Regions from separate parts of the Danio rerio genome. Here region 2 is linked to region 1. Evidence: chromatin contacts called from public Hi-C data. All regions are on one chromosome and are shown on one strand. Each heading gives the region's core, a stretch centred on a gene start, on an enhancer-like site or on the middle of the called end of the contact. The rest is flanking DNA. Distances are from core to core; before and after follow the strand shown. Region 1 overlaps LOC141377026 (a long non-coding RNA gene). Region 2 has its middle 19 kb from the start of zmiz1a.

What was found. A called contact is a pair of places that touch in the nucleus more often than the background predicts.
Region 2: a contact with region 1 is called in a Hi-C map of embryo, with 1.5 times the contacts expected there. The contact joins two enhancer-like sites.

Annotation. Positions count from the first base shown.
Region 1 is chr13:33,828,817-33,831,864 of GRCz12tu, reverse strand. The region is part of intron 1 of LOC141377026 (a long non-coding RNA gene); the gene reads left to right. It also overlaps a transcript of zmiz1a not described here. Among named protein-coding and RNA genes, the nearest start is that of zmiz1a, 70 kb to the left of the region's middle. Within about 2 kb of position 1,569, at least 27 of the 62 cell types and tissues checked have an H3K27ac peak or open chromatin away from gene starts, as enhancers often do.
Region 2 is chr13:33,880,320-33,883,367 of GRCz12tu, reverse strand. It overlaps a transcript of zmiz1a not described here. Among named protein-coding and RNA genes, the nearest start is that of zmiz1a, 19 kb to the left of the region's middle. Within about 2 kb of position 1,602, at least 48 of the 62 cell types and tissues checked have an H3K27ac peak or open chromatin away from gene starts, as enhancers often do.

The DNA.
Region 1 (3,048 bases), core at 320-2,819:
TCTATTTTCAGACCTTTGTTCCCTGTCCTCAGATAAAATGTAGGTTTGCAATGGTTGTTATATAAATTTCTCTACTCCAGGAATCTCCAGCCAGGGGTAGTGTCCCTAGGGATTTTCGGGAGGATAGATTATCCAAAACAGAGTCATCATTTACTTACTCTCATTTGTTGTTAATCTGTACGCCTTTCTGCAAAACAAAAGCTGATATAAAAACATTTGGGGGGTGGGGTAGGGTGAGGAATTGTTAATTAGGGTTAGTGTTGTCCTGGAACTCACTGACTTTTAATGTAGAAATAAACAAAGTTGAAAATTATTCAAAACAATGTTGTTAAGAAAATTTTTTAATCGTTTTAAAATGACGTTTAAAGATATTTTTGAAAAATATACGTTGTTATTGTGATTAAAAATATTAATATTTCTATTAATAGTAATAATATTACTACTACTATTACAAATAATAATAAAATAATAGTAACACTAATAATAACAATAACAATAATAACGCTAATAATGCTAATAATAATAATAATAATTTGTATTATTACTATTATTATTATTGATTCATTAAATTTATCTATAAATATAATACTATAAAAAAGCAAAACTTTATAATTGTATCATTATTTTTGTAGTTTTTTTTTACAAAAAAATATAAGAAACGATAAAATATTAAGTTTAATGTATTAAAATTATATTTTTATTAATTTTTTTAAAAGAAAATTATATATATATATATATATATATATATATATATATATATATATATATATATATATATATATATATATTGTTTATTGTATATTATTATAATAAAAATACCAGACAAATTAAAATATTAACAATTATAATAATCCACAATATTTTATCAAACGAAAAGCAATTATAAAAGAATAGACTCCATAACCTCCAGAGAAGTGTTTCTCATACCCAAGTAATCGTACGCTGGCGTCTTCTTTCTTTATATGGAAATGAACATGTGGTAGGTCATATGCATTGTGCCCTCTCCTGCTGTCTATCTAAACATAGATGAAACATCCATCTGATTCACATTCAGGCAGCAGCTGTGCATCTAATAATTAAGATTGATCAATGCAACGTAGATTACGCGAACATTTCAACAACAACCTTTCTCGCTAAGCACTACCATGCTAACTAAACACAAGCCGATCGGGACAGATTGGTCAAAATGTACCACACATTTCCAACATACTGAGGTGCAGAGATAAAAGAATGCACAGTTCTCCATGAGCGGGATAAAGCCCTCTTTAAAGGGGATTTGGCCTATCAGGAGCGTCTATATCTGGAAGCTGATACAGCCACAGAGATTGCAGATCATTTTTCATGTACAAATCTGCTTTGGCTCTAAAAGGCAGGCAGGCAGGAGAACAGCATCCAGGGGGAGGGGAGGATGATAGGGGCCAGTGTCCACCACCATCACCCCTCCTCACATCCACAGCTCCGCCTTGGGCCTTCCTTCCCAGTCGCTCGGCCAGCTGAGCAATCAGGTCAGTGGGCTCTTCCTGCATCCCCCGGTCAATTGTTCGCTCTCCACGCCTCGTATGCGGCCCGCAGCTGTGCTGAAATGATGTCATATCTGATCCTGAGGCAAGCGGAGGGGCTCGGTGTAAACACGGAGAGGGGGTGGAAGAGCTACGACCAGAGACAATGAGCCGGGTGAAGTTATGACAATGTTTCTGATGAGCTTCGCACTTCTTTGAGGAAACGGAAAAAAAAGATAACGTTCCAAACTTCATTTTGGCTATTTCCGGATTGAGCATCAGGTGGTCTGAGTACAAAAAGGTTTAGGAGTAGGGTTGTGCAATATTTATTGTGTATGATAATACTGTAACTGTTGTTTCAATGATGTTTTAGCTGGAATTAAGTATGTGACTCGCTTAGTAAAAGCAAAGGATTTAGTTTGTGAAGAAGCAGAAGTAGCCGAAGGTGGCGAGAGCGTCAAAGTAGCCCAAAGTCATACATCTTCAAAGGGAGCCAGCGCTGATAAGTGGTGAGGAGCGGCGCGTCTTCACCTGTGTGGGTGTTGAGGAGACTTGACATTAAGGCCTAATCCCAATTCCACCCCTTAGACCTACCCCTTACTCCTACCCCTCGTTTTGTGTGTTCACGCCAAGGGTTAGGGATGTCCCAATTCTCTTTAGCTTGAACAGCCCTTCAAAAGAAGATTTTTCAGGATGACACTCGAAACCAAGGGGTAAGAAAATTTCCCAGAATACACCTGCCACAATGGCAGTATTGCTGAACCCGGAAGTCAGGAGAACAACAAATTAGTAATTGTTGTCAATATCACAAACTTTTACAACAAACAAGCACATGTTTTAACATATTCATAAATGCGTTCGTGTTTTACCATAATGCTTTTTTTTAAAACGCAAAAAAAGCTACATTTCGGTATCTATAATCACTAATAATAACTCCTGTATATTAGTCCCACAACATTCTGACACTCGATGACACTTGAATACAATGTCAGAAAAGTCTAGAGGCTAAGAATGGGCTTTTTCCGGTGTCTGCTATAATGTTAATGCTGTTTTCGTGTGTTTGCATAGAAGAATATGGCCACTGTGTGGTACACAGTACAGATACAACCTTATTGCCACATTACATAGTTATGATAACATAATATATGCCTTCAATGATGTCTTGAAGATAAATACCAAAAAGTAGCACAACTGGAATAACTAAAGCAGTCACGATCGGAGATCTCATAGGAAGCATGAGATCGCGATGACGTGTGCATGTGCTGTAGTTCTGTCCCAATTCTTAGGGGTAAATTTTGAAGCCCTTCCCCTTAACCCTTGGTTGTAAGGGCTATGGCAAAATTAGAATTGGTATTGGGCCTAAGTCAATTTTATGGTGATGAGCTATGACGTAGTTTGGCGGCAAGTAATCGGAATGTAGAAATCCACCGCTTGAGAGGATTCCAGAGAACACAGTCCAGTGAACTTTGGTTCCAGCCACAGTTGTTCCCAATTTTTTGATTATCGTGGTTGCTGGTTTTCCAATTATTTACAATGTTTTCTTACAGGG
Region 2 (3,048 bases), core at 353-2,852, 51 kb before region 1:
TGTACTATTGTTTCAAAAATGAAGCCTTTCTAATGTTTTTAAAGTCTTTTTTGGAATTTGAGCTACAATAGAAAGAGTCAGAATTTTGATTTTTTTGAATATATACAGTTGAAGTCAGAGTTATTAGCCCCCCTGAATTATTATCCCCTTGTTTATTTTTCCCCAATTTCTGTTAAACGGAGAGAAGATTTCTTCAACACATTTCTAAACATAATAGTTTTAATAACTCATTTCTAATAACTGATTTATTTTATCTTTACCATGGTGACAGTAAATAATATTTGACTAGATATTTTTCAAGACACTTCTATACAACTTTAAGTGACATCTAAAGGCTTAACTAGGTTAATTAGATTAACTAGGCAGGTTAGGATAATTAAGCAAGTTATTGTATAATAATGGTTTGTTTTGTAGACTTTCGCAAAAATATATAGTTTAAACGGGCAAATAAATTTGACCTTAAAATTTTTTGAAAAAAATTTAAACTGCTTTTATTCTAGCCAAACTAAAACAAATAAGACTTTCTCCAGAAGAAAAAAATGTTATCAGACATACTGTGTAAATTTCCTTGCTCTGTTAAACATCATTTAGGAAATATAAAACAAAAAAAAGAAAGAAAAAAAAAAGTGGGGATTAATAATTTTGACTTCAACTGAAGGTAACTTTTCAGCAGCTATTATTTCAGTCTTGATGCCCAGTGTTGTATGATCTTAAATCATTTATCTGAATAAATGTTACCTTTAGATAAACATTTATCTAAAGAATTGTTTATCTAAATAAATGTTATGGCGGAATGAACCGCCCACTTATCCAGCAAGTTTTTACGCAGCGGATGCCCTTCCAGCCGCAACCCATCTCTGGGAAACATCCACACACATTCACACACACACTACGGACAATTTAGCCTACCCAATTCACCTGTACCGCATGTCTTTGGACAGTGGGGGAAATCGGAGCACCCGGAGAAAACCCATGTGAACGCAGGGAGATACACACAAAAGTGTTCTTTCAACTTATCTCTTATATACAGCACTTGGGGATTTTTGGAAAAAGAATGACAGTTTCACAGCTGGACTAATGATTTCGCTGAACTGTTACATATATAAGTACCACTTGAAAACATTAAGCTTTTGTTCCATTTATCTGAGAATGTAATATTTCATTTAAAAACATAATCCATGAGCATATCATCGTTTACCAAGCCACAGCGTATAAGCACACACACACTCAAACTTGCCCTTAACTATTTTACCAGACAACATATAACTTTACCTATAGCTGAATCTCAAAAACAAAGTTAAAAATGACAGACAACCAAGCACATGACCATATACTGTTCTCCCTCTCAATTCATTTTCCTCATTTGTGTGTGAGTGTAGAAGCGGTGAGCTGGACAGTGGCCCCTGCAGACCAGCACAAGGCAGTGTTTGTTATGTGAGTCCACAACGGCAGCGTAAAGGCTCTCCACTGCTCTCTATTGTCCTGACCTAAAATGTGCCGTAATCTCCAGAGCAGAGTGTCTCAGGCACCATATGTGTATGTGCTGGCCTCCTCCTGCCCCCATCTCTCCTTCTTTCTTTTCCCTCTCCTTCTCCCCCATTCTCTCCTGCCACTCAATCCGCCCCTCCTTTATCTCTCTCTCTCTCTCTCCGGAAGCGAGGCTCGCACTCCTTTAACAGGCTGGGGAATGGATTCATTTCATCTAATGTGGTTTGGTCTGAAGCAGAGCCACTCACCCTGAGCAAGAGGCTCCCCACTGCAGTCATGTGTTTTCATACAAGCCAATCAACACTCTTCAGTCTCCCCCCTCCTCTCTCTCTCTCTATTTATTTCTTTCAGTCGTTTTACCTTCCTCTTACTCTCAGGCTGACTCCCCCTCTTTTCCGCTTTCACCCTCCTCCCTCCTTTTCTTCTTTACATCTGCCTGAGGCTTTCTGTTTCATTCTGGTCACAAGGCAGTGAGACTCCAGTCTGCTTTTCTGTCCCTTCACCTCTCTCTCTCTTCTCTCTGCTCACCTCGCTTTAATTTCTTCTTTCTGTTCCCCTTTCTCTACCTGTTTCTCTTTCTCATTATTTGTTGGGATCTTGCTGCTGGAACAGAAGGTTGTTGTGGCCCATCTGTGAGCTGATGGAGAGAGGAGGGCATAAGGACAAACAGACAGAAAGGCAGATTTCAGGCACAAACTGCACCCCATTCACAATTTTAATTAGTGGCCGACCATTACGGTCTTCCAGTATTATGCTTGGCATGTGATGTTACTACTTTTTCAAATAGTGTTTTTATCACATTTACAAAAATATTTCGATATTATTTTTTAAATATCCATGTTATATAATATAAATTTTCCACCAAAAGCATTCACAAACTTGTTTGAGTGTTTAGAAATCTTCAAAATCAGTCTTTTCATTTCAAATTTGATCTTGATTTATTCAAATATACATGTAATGTTTCAGCAGCTATTACATCAGTCTTGATCTGTGTTGTATGATCTTTGAGAAATCATTCTAATATGTAATATTTGGTGTTCAGGTATCATTTATCGAAATAAATGTTACTTAAAGTAAATTTTATGAAAGGTTTAGAATTTTTTAAATATTTCCCAAGTGAGGATGTTCAATAGATTAAGGAAATATATAAATTATATATTTCTTTCCTTGTGGAGAAATCCTGGAATAAAAGCAGCCTTGAAAGGTTAATATCATTAGCAGGGGAAGATTTAGTGATTTGCGTGCCCTACACTGTAAAATATTCCCAGAATGTCACAATATGTTACTGTAATTTTGCATAGTAAATCACATTATTATCACTTTACAAGACTTAACTCTTTTTTTTTTTCTTTCTTACAGCAAATTACCATTAAAAAGGGCTATATCTTTTACATGTTAGTTATAGGAATTCCTACAAACTTGATTTTATTCAACATAGAAATGAACACACATGAACTTTTATGCTAGTACAGGCCCTTTTTGGTATTTAGAAATACTGGTATTTTGTACTACCTTCCTGTAATTTACTGTGAATTTACCCACAGTACCTTACAGTGAAAG